Regions from separate parts of the Sus scrofa genome. Here region 1 is linked to region 2. The links are chromatin contacts, called in public promoter capture Hi-C maps. All regions are on one chromosome and are shown on one strand. The core of a region is the stretch at or near the end of the contact, and the rest is flanking DNA. Distances in the headings are between cores, read along the strand shown. Region 1 holds the start of SMC6 (structural maintenance of chromosomes protein 6). Region 2 holds the start of RDH14 (retinol dehydrogenase 14).

Region 1 (5,247 bases), core at 2,639-5,138, 640 kb before region 2:
AGTTTGCTGTTAGGTTGCCATGGTAACTTGCATCTAACAGACACTGAAGGATCCTACCTTTTAAAATAGGAATCACTTTGTAATTTAATGACAATGGATTTTAAAAAACATACATGAATGCCCTGAGATTTAAATACAGGTACAATAGTAAAAATGTTTCTAACAGGCTAAAGAGACATATAAACAGATGCAAAGAAAAATACTTTAAAATATTCTGTAATACACAAAAATAGGAAAAAAGCTCCTTTGGGATTTTTAATACATCATCCATAAATCTCTTCACAGTCTTTAGTATTTATTTACAATAAAAAAAATTAAGGAACATATCATTTCTCCCTCACAGAACGCAAACTACATCAGAGCAGGAACAGGAACAAATATGTAGATTATCAATAAAAAATAAGTTCACGAAAAAAAAATCAATCACCAAGCTTCATTACAGCAAGTATGTACCAGGTAATTTGACAGAGCCCAAAAACATTTTAACAGAATTATAAATTTCTAAATTTTAAATTTTATTGTGAGTAACTAGTAATTCACACTTCCTATTAATATCAGAGTAGGAGCTAACAGTGAGAACAGTCATAACAGATTTGGGATTATCAAAAGAAAACAGTGGTTTGAAAAAAGGCAAATTGCTGCAGCTTCTGAATCTGCCATGGACTATTTACCTCATCCCCAATTCCACTCCTACCATCACCACAGAAAAATTCATTCTGCATTAAACAAGCTCATTTTTAGTGTACTGAATTAAATAAACACACTGCTTGGATTACACCATGAAATGATGAGATGCAATAAATAATAAATAATAAAACTGAAAAAATTCATTAGTCCACACATCAAACAATTCCAGATGAGCAAAACTGGGAAATACTAAGCACACTTCAGATAATAAAATTTGAATACTCAGATTTGTGTTTTTAAAAATTCCTGTGGCCTCAACATAGAAGAGAGAAGAAACAGAGTGAGAATAGGGGCAAAAGAGATCAATCTCTAAAGGGCGCTAAACAAAAGCAGTGGCGTGAACACCAATGTTCACTGCAGCATTATTTACAATAGTCAAGATACAGAAGCAACCTAAGTGTCCATCAACAGATAAATGGAAAGAGAAGATGTTACACACACAGAGGAATATTATACAGCCATTTAAATGAAATATTGCCACTTGCAACAACATGGGTAGATCTAGAGGGTTTTAAATGAAATAAGTCAGACAGAGAAAGGCAAAAACCCATATAAGCTCACTTACATGTATAATCTAAAAAACAAAAGAAACAAAACAAAATGAAAACAGACTCAGACACAGAGAAGAAAGGGATAGCTGGGGCGGGGGGGGGGGGGAAGAATAACTGAATGGGATTAAAAGGTACAAACCTTTCCTTCAATCTTCAACATCCTTTTAAGTATTGTTCTTCCTTTACAAACCGGGATGTTAAGTGTCAAGTTTAAACCTCAGGTGAAAGATACCCAGACTTATGTAGCTATTACGTAGCAGAGCCTAGATCCAAATCCAGGTTGTCAAAACCCAAAGTCAAACCTGATCTTTCATGTCCAGGTTCCTTCTGCCATGAACTAAGTTTAACCAATAGTTCAACTATTTATAGGTAGTGAAATTGACTATTAATCTGTTTATCCTCTTGTCCATCCTTTGATAATGTATAAGGCTACAGAAAGAATTCTAATGTGATGTATCCCTCTAATGTTACTCTTCAAGCCAATTAAAACGATGGGCTTGCTTTATAAATTTTATTGCCTTTAATTTTCAGAAACAACCTTCACTCTTAACCCTAAACACCAGTATCAGCAGACTGAGCAAATTTGGTAAGAAGGAAGGATAAATAATACATTCATTTTGTTTGAAAACACTGGGTTTGAAGTGCTCCTAGGATACTGAGATAGGCCAGTAGGCAGTAAAACATACCCTGCAGTAGATTTGAGAGTAGAGCTAAGAAAGCCACAGAAAGTATTTTGAATCTGGTCACCAGGGAAAGTGTGTTGTTGAGTGAGAAAGATGTATCTCATTAGCCAGTGAACCAAAAATACTAACATGAAGGTAAGTGTCTACTCTTGACTCTCAGTCATCTGGGGGGGGGGTTGTATTTGTGACATTTAATTATGCCTTAAATATAACGCATACTATTATGGTAAAATTTTGAGATATTAATTCCTGAAAATAAGCCAAGTACAGCCATGATTAATTTTCCTAACTTAGGTCTAAAAATGATAGTCAATATTTAGTCAAGTTTTATACAAAATTCTACATCCAGGAACTCAGTTAAATGTATTCAGTAAAATAAACTTTTGGGACTAAAACTGGTCTTTCGGCATAACCACTTTAATATGCCATTTGTACTGACTTTTTGCCAGGCTCAATTCTAATACTTCACACTAACCATAGGTAGATACAGAGATAAAATTATTACTCTCTCTGCCCCTTGCCCCAAGATATTTAAGAATGCTGTGAGTTAGGTACTATGTTAGCTTCTCAAGTTACAGAATAGGAACTGAAATTTGCAGAGGTGGTACCAACTAGTCCAGGGTCACACAACACTGGTTCTATCTTATAAACACAAGAACATATTTTAAAGCAATATTCTAGTAATCTCCAAACTTTTTTGCACTGATAGCCGTTCAAGAAAAAAAAAAAAACTGTTTAATACAAATTCCCCCAGAAAATTATAACTCTGCATACTTCACACAGTAAGAGAATGAGACAAAGTAAACCTAAGTAGAAGTTCTAAGACTCTCCCTCCCCACCCACGCACTCATGGAACGATCTGCAGGCCAATGCACAGGACACTGAATATTTTAAAAGACTACACAACAGCCGTCTAAAAGTCAGGGAATTTGGATTTTTTTTCTTTTGAACATACATTCTAGAATGACCGTCTTTCAAAAATTCGCTTTTAATCTCCTACTCGTGAAATACAGAGTAGTGAGCGCTCACATAAATTCTGTCTTCAGGGTTTAAACACCAAACAGTTGTTTTTCTAGGAATTATCACAGTATCCTCTCAAGCTCTATCAGTCCTACAGCCCTTTCTCCACCCTTGAGTGCTGACTGTGTTTCTCGATTCCCAATAGTGATTCTTTTCCAATTCATTTCTACAAGAAAATAAGGGAAAATAAATGCCATCAAACCTCCAAACACCACAACCCAATTTTTCTAGATAATGCAGTCTCCGTTTTCATGAAACTGGAATTTAACCACAAATCAAATTGAAGTGATATTTACACATCTCTTAAACATACTTAAGTTGCTACTTGTACGGTATCATCAGATTGTTAAGCGCCCAATTCTCCAACCCACCCTCACTCCTTTCCCCCTACACGCAAGTCAAAGGCAAAGGGCCATGTGGGGCCGGGAGCCGGGTCCCGTAGCCCGAGCCGGGATTTGCAAGCCTCGCCACTAGAGCCGCCCGACGGAGGGGCCCAGCGGACCCGGGCAAGTTTCCCGCGGCAGAAGGGACCCGTGTCGCCTGCGAAGAGAAGGCAAAGACCCCTGCCGGCCCATGGGCCAGCCCGCCCGGGCGCCAGCGACCCCGAGGACCTCGTCACAGCACCGCTGACCCGGCCGCCACCAGGTGGGCTGGGGGACGCCAGCGAAGAGGGCAGTGACTGGGAATGGATCCGGAGCAAGGGAGGACGACTGCGCGCGCCCTCACCCTACCTCAAACAAGTCGATGTCTCCCCTAGGAAACCGGTCGGCGGGGATGTCGCGGCGCAACAGGACGCTAAAGCCCCCCTAGGGGCGTCTCGGCATCAGCCGACCGCAGTTGGCGCGGCGGGTACGGCGAGCCCGCGGAGGGAGAAGGCAGGAGCCCGGACGCCCCGGCGCCCACCGCGGGACGCTCCGCGCCTGCGCCCCGCCCCCCCTCCCGCCGGGACTCCGCCCGCGCGTGCGCCGTTCGGAGTTTTCGCGCCACTGGAGCGTAAGAGGAGGGGACCGGAAGTGGCTCTGGGCGGATGAGGAAAGCTGGTAGCCGCGCGGTCCTCGGCAACTGCGGGACGCGGCGGGGGGGCAGGGCGGGCGATTTCCCTGGGTGAGAGGGGGAGAAAGCTCGAAGCCCCCCCAAACTACAGTTCCACGCATGCGTACTGCAGACGGCTGGGAGCCAGGAAAGCGGAGAGTGCGGCAGCGTTTGCGGAAAGAGGACTGTCACTTCCTGGAAGAGGCGGGGCCGCGTGGGAGAAGGCGCCGAATTCAAAGTGCTTCCAGGAGCTTTCCGGGTCTGGGTGCTAAGCCCTAAACGTTAATCTTTGCTCGGGAAAGGAAAGAGCAAGTTTTTCCTTTTCTTTCTTTCTTTTTATTTTTAAGAAGAGAAAGTTTAGAAATTTGGAGGCAGCAATAATTAAGATTCAGGCCAAACTGGCAAATGACGGAAGGGCGTCTTTCAAAACCCAGGAGAAAGGGTTGTCCGGGGTAAGTCCCGCAGAACCGTGGTGAAACGGCGCCGCCCGGGTCCTTTCACTGGCTCCTTTACAGTCTGGGTTGGGGGCGAGCTTTGTGTTCGCGTCCCCGTCGCTCCCGCCCCTCCTCCAAAGACACCGTCGGCGGCTCTCTTTTGAGTCCATTAGGACAATGGCCCCGAAGCTCCCAGCCAGGATCTGGCTCTGCTTTCCGAGCCTGGAGACACCTCGCCCCTTTGGTTCTCCCCCCAAGCGTGGGAAGTGTCCACCGCGGCTCCACGCTCTCCCCGACAGGGCCGAGGCCGCTGGGTCCGGAATGTCCTTCCCCGGGGACCGTAGTGCAAACTCCCACGCCTGGTTCAAGGCCATCTGGGCGAGCTTTCATTGATCCTCCTAGGCACACTTGGGGGTGTTCTTTTTCTTAAGGCATTGTGGTTGTTTATTTACAGTCATTCTTTCCCTTGCGCGTTCCTACGTTTTAAAAGCTCTCAATAAATATCGGAACTAAAGAAGTTTAAGTTCCTTGGCTTAGCTTTCAGCGCCTTCTCAATGTGAAATTAACCTACTGCTTGTCTTTAGGTTCTTTACGTGCATGCTGACCTAGCTAAGTAAACTATTTTCTATAGTTCAAAAACCTTCCTTTCTGGATGGAAGCAAGTGGTATTTACGGCTACCCGAGAACACCCCCATAGCAACTGATGTCAAACTTTTGGTCTTCAGTAATGCAATTTCTGGAAAAAAATATTTTTTCTAAAGATAATCAAATACATGTTTCCGTTGTAGCCCTTGCACATATGACATAGTCAAAATAAATGAAAACACTGCATCTGGCCTA
Region 2 (5,401 bases), core at 1,313-3,812:
CAACTTCAAAAAGAAGGCAAAAGTTCACCCATGGGGGAAAGAAAGGAGTGATCTTTTCAGTAATCCTTTGGAAGAGTTTCCTATATTAATCATTTCTGAGCCATCATTCTTTGCTGGGCTTGTGTAATTTTAAGACTTTATCATTCACTGCTTTTTTTTTTTTAAGTTCTAGGAGATAAATGACATAAATACCAAGAATTACCAACCTGTGGGAAATTTACACTTCCTTTTTTTATATTGTTATTATTATTATTCTGGCTATAGTCACTGAACTACTGAATTTCAGATCCAGGGAAGAACTTAACTCACATTTAGAAGCAAGGACAACTTAGTTATGTTTCTTTCCTTAACTTTTTATTAGTTGTCTCAAGTGGCCCAAGTGGTTAAAAAACTATAGGGTTCAAGGAACAGGTATACCCAGCCCCATCTACATTTTTAATGAAGAATAGGAAGATCCACTTCGATTCTTCTAATATCTCTTAACACACTGTTACTTATTTCTAAATCTGTTTTACTTGATAATGAAATACTAGCCATAAAAACGAAACAAAAAACCTCTAGGTCTGCGACAGCTCCCCATCTCTGCATCAAGGTGCCCCAGAGTCATAACGAACTCTCAGGGTGATTTGGAGTATTTTAAAGTTTCAAGGGGAACAAAACGATACTCTGCTCAATATCTCAAAAAGTACAAGCTCCAGGATATTCGTAGCTTCAACATTATATTGTCCTATATTCCTTGTGATGCTGCCATCTTTGCAAAGCTGAGTATTTAGTAGTTGCTGGGGTAAAATGCAAGTACAATGTTAAAAATCAACGTAGCACAGAAATGCTGGTGGCAATGTCCAATCTGATTCCCAAGTCTGACAAGCTGGGACAGTGAACAGAGGTACACTTCCCATTAGCATAATTATGGTTATAGAAAAATAGTCATTTTTTTCTTTCCGTTATGTGTATGTATTATTTTTTTTCAAACAGCCACTATGTTATTACATAAATATTTATTAGGTTGTTTGGACCTAATTACTTATTGGAAAGTTTGGGAATTTCTGCTCTAGACTCAAGAGGCTCCTTTTCATACAGACTCCTTTTCTTTGCCAGCTAATTTTAAACATCACTCTTCTGAATGCCCTCTTGCAAATCATCTCTGCAGGAAACCCTTCTACCTCAATTTCAATAGAGGACATCCATTTCAGTGGAATACTATCTAAACAAAGAAATTCTCCACCTAGCTGACAAGCAGCAGGAGGACAGCAGTTAAAAGCAAGGGCTCTAGAAAGAGATCCTGAGCAAATTACTTAGCCTACCTATACCTTAGTTGCCTAAAGTTGTAAAATGAGGATAATGCCTACCTCGCAGGGTAATTGTGAAGACTGGATGACAGTTTAATTTCATTAAAATTAAAAAACAAACAAAAATAACTGAAACACTTGGAATAGCTTCTGGCACATAGGAAACCTTCAATAAATGCTAGATATTGTATTATTTTCATTTCAGTCATCGCTGAGCGCACAGGACCACTGGCATTCCAAGCTCTAGTCTTTTTGGAAATTAGGCCAGAGCCTGGTTAAGGATGGTGCTAAGGAGGTCACTGGTGGCAGAAGGCTAAAATTTCTACCCCAGGAAGAAAAAAGACGAGTGCTCCACGGTCCTTGGTTAGCAACTTTCCCTACGTGCTCTCAGGCTCTTGGGTGCAGATTCACTTTGGACACAGGAAAAACAATCCAGAGACCTGGCGGATCTCCTCCCGGGCTGTCCTCACATAGCAAGAGGAAATGTTCAGAAACTCGCTTATTTTCCTCTTGGGCCCATTTTTTTTTTTTCCCTCAACATTCTTGGAAGACAGAAGACTATTCTACCAATTTTTCCAGCCTTCAATTCCCGAGCCGCCCCAATCTCTTGATTGTTTCTACTCCTAGCGTCAGTCATTTCCAAGGTCACACCCCCTGGACTCTGGGCGGTGCCCTCCCTGCTCGGCCCCGAGGCCGGCCAGCCCCTCCCCGTCCGCGAAGGCCCCCAGCCCTCCCCGCGATCTCCAGCTGGCTCCCGGGGCCTCACACCTGGAGCATCTCCTGACAGAAGGCGCGCACCGAGCGCAGCGAGGCGAGGTCCAACTCCCGGACGACGAGCTCGCCGGCCCCTCCGGAGTTGGGCCCCTCCTCGGGGCCCTCGGTCTGGCGGAGCTCGCGGCGGAGCTGACCCGCCGCCTCCTCGGCGCGCGCGCGGTCCCGGCAGCCCATGATCACTCGCGCCCCCAAGCGTAGCAGCTCGGCGGCCGTGGCGCGGCCCAGGCCGCTGTTAGCCCCCGTGATCAGCACGGTCTTCCCGTGCATGAGGCCGGAGTCCCCGCCTCGGTGCAACCGCTGGACACTAGGCCCCACAAACCGTCGGGCCGCCAGCCACAGGGCCCCACCCAGTGCGGCCAGAAATGCCGCCACTGTAGCCACTGCCATAGCCGCCCGGGCCGAGGGCCCACCGTCCCCCTCGCAGGATTTCCGGAGCCGCCGCGCTCCCGGAGCTAAGGCAGCCACCTGTACGCAAAGAACTCTGGGGCGCGGCCTGTCGTCCCCTGGAGGCGGCGTGAAGCATGCTGGGACTTGTAGTCTCCTTCCCGGGGGCGCCTGATTGGTTAGGACAGTATAGCGGCCGGGTGGCGGTGCCTTTGTGGATCCGGTTCCTAGCCTGAGAGGAGGGTGAGCACCGTACCCGGGTTTTCAGGCTCCTGGGTCCATGCCCGTGGAAATCCCAGAGTGATGGTGGCCTTCCCCGTGGGAATGCCTAACGGATATTTTGAATTTACAAATCTCTTTATAGGCTGTCGTGCAAATCCCACACTTCAGGGCTGGCTTGGCGTGTTTTCCGTTAAGGACCCCAGGGACTTGTTAACCTTCTGTTCAGTTTACCTTCATCCTCTGGGGAGTGGTTCCCGCCGAACTGAAGTCTGAGGAAAGGCTCTTTTTTTTTCCTCCACAGGTGACGCTAAGAACTTAGCAACATGAATCAGAAAGAGAATGGATCCGTGGTTCTTAGATTTTAGTGTAGCATTGGAATCAATTGCAGGACCTGTACAAGCAGAAATTTCAGGCCTTGTGCTCTGTGAGAGTCCCAAAGAAATAGGGCACCGTTTCTGCCCTCGGGGCGCTTACTGGCTTGTACAGAAACCTCCCCTGCCCCAGCCCTCACTCTAGAATCTTTGGTCGAGAGAAAAGACACACAACTTCTATAGCTTGAAATAAATGCCCTTGATGACTCTGATAAACTCTCCTCCACTCCTTTATATCTGGGAAGGATATAACATGCAACAAAAAGTCAATACAAAAAGAAAAGGGGTAAAATGCCAGGTTTCTTACAGGTGCTGAGAATGGAGCTCACAGGTGGGGAGGAGCACTCTCACTGAGGATTAGTTAAGGCACCAGGAACAGCAATCAGGAGGGCTGGGCCTTTATTCCACCCTATGTGTAATTTGAAGCTGCTTCTCAAACTCACTGAGCCAGAAGCACATTTCCTCTTCCTTTCTGTCCATCCATGTCTCTCTTATCCTGCAAAGCCCACCTCGATTCTCTCCATTTTCTGATGACTTCCAGCCCATACAGGTCTTTGCTTCAGCCTCCTCTGTGACCCTCACTTGGCACTGAGAACAAACAGCCCTCTGGAGTTGGCTATTTGAGCTTGTACATTTGACTTCCTCTAAGGGGATTGTTAAAGTTTTCACTTTCGTAAAGGATGGGATAATATCTGAGTCTCTCTTGTGGTCTTTATATGGGGGAATCCATAGAAAACAGTAGGTGCTCAATAAGTGTCTTGATTGATATATTCTGGACTGGTTTACAGCAGATTAGGAAGCAGATCAAAAGATGTGTGTCATCAGTGGTCTGCTTTAACTAGTACCAGAGGTGGAATATGTATATGCAGGTGGGGCAGGGATAGAGATGGGGGTAGAAGGAGCAAGAGAGCATGTGAGGAAGAGAGGAGAAAAGGCGTCACCAGATCTGCTGTGTAACTGTTTTGTAGCTTAAGCATAGAATTTAATGGAATGACTAATTTGTTCAGGATGTGTCAGTAGCCAAGGAATTAATAACAACTCAATTTGGAAGGCACAGAGAAAATAGACTACATATACCTTTTGAAATGAGATCTGAATTTGAATCTTAGTCCTACCATTTATTCCCTGCACATCCTTGGACAAGCTATGTAATCTTTTTGAATCTTTTTTTTTCATTGATTAAAAAAAGAAGGTAATATCACACTGAAAATGTTTGGTTTGATGAGAAACTGAGAAAATAACATGTGAAAATAATGAGTTCACTGTTCCTAACATTGTAGTAGATTAACCAATTAATTTTTTTTTTGAAAACAAGGCAAAAATCACAACAGGATGACAACAATGAAGGCTAGGATACCACACTTCATTTCATATTTTGAAGTGGTAGCCCAGTTTTTTTCCCTTCCGTACAAACACTAGCCCTACCTGCCAAGCCCAAAGTTTCAAATATGAAGTAGTCCAAAGGCAATAAAGCCACCAAATAAACTTCAAAGAACCCTTCCAGCAAGTTCTGTCAGGTGCTCTTCTTGGATGAAAATAACATGTATGAATAATTAGCTGTTTTATTTCTGAATGAGCAGTTTCAAAATTAATGAACTTATTCAAGTGGGGTTATATTTTCATTTTGGCATCGATTAAAAGACTATTCACAGAGGCAATAGACTAAAAAGCTCCAGTTTTTGAGTGTATCTAACCTTACTCTTTCCACCTATGAAGACCCACTATTCTGTAATGATGACAGGTAATGATTCGTTCTAGCTACCAACATCCAAAATGAGCAATGATTTGTAAAATTAAGTAGGCTTCTGACACAGCCCTTTAAGCCTTCAAGCATTCAAATTCTAAACTTACCCTAAAGAGTCATCATTATGACTTACACACAAAGGTAGGTGCAATCGTGTCAATAGCACTGACAGCTCCAAGGGAAGTAGCTTGAGGGTAACTTGAGAGTTCAAAATGTTTTAAAAAACTCAAGAGAAAACCTTTCCAAATGAACAAAACTCTGAGGTCTGATCTATTGAAATACCTAATTACCCTAGAGATCCACAAGAAGTGGCTTCCATAATACCAGACTCACTGCTTTATTTTTCCTCCCCACCCCTAATTGTTCACTTTTTGATTAATTCCATAAGGTACATGAGATGTGATGGTGCCAGCTTTCTGTGCCCCTTCAATTTGGAACATGTGGTCATCAAAGAAGATGTGGGGCCTTATCTTCACCAAGATGGGACCTTTGGCAGCTCCAGCAAGGAAAAGAGCTTCGTCTATCTCTAGACCCCAGCGACGAAGGGTTTTCAGCACACGGGCGCCTGAACTGGCTGCACTCCTGGCTGTAACCAGGTAGGTCCTGATTGGGCATCG

Evidence for each region. Promoter capture Hi-C pulls out the DNA fragments that hold promoters and counts their contacts.
Region 1: a promoter capture Hi-C map of liver shows a contact between it and region 2, with 3 times the contacts expected there. The contact joins the promoter of SMC6 here to the promoter of RDH14 in region 2. A contact is called at or near these places in 1 of 5 promoter capture datasets (liver) and 1 of 2 datasets of contacts at active chromatin or transcription factors (alveolar macrophages).

What each region holds. Positions count from the first base shown.
Region 1 is chr3:120,096,002-120,101,248 of Sscrofa11.1, reverse strand. SMC6 (structural maintenance of chromosomes protein 6) reads right to left here and starts at 3,888. Exons shown (of 27, transcript XM_003125342.4): 1 at 3,673-3,888. It overlaps GEN1 (flap endonuclease GEN homolog 1), which reads left to right and starts at 3,944. Exons shown (of 14, transcript XM_005655263.3): 1 at 3,944-4,425.
Region 2 is chr3:119,451,147-119,456,547 of Sscrofa11.1, reverse strand. RDH14 (retinol dehydrogenase 14) reads right to left here and starts at 2,562. Exons shown (of 2, transcript XM_003125340.4): 1 at 2,058-2,562. The coding sequence starts at 2,450. It overlaps LOC100516797 (cytosolic 5'-nucleotidase 1B), which reads right to left. Exons shown (of 9, transcript XM_005655262.3): 9 at 2,702-5,401. The coding sequence ends at 5,141. It overlaps LOC106509892 (a long non-coding RNA gene), which reads left to right and starts at 2,603. Exons shown (of 6, transcript XR_002342970.1): 1 at 2,603-2,690; 2 at 5,173-5,380.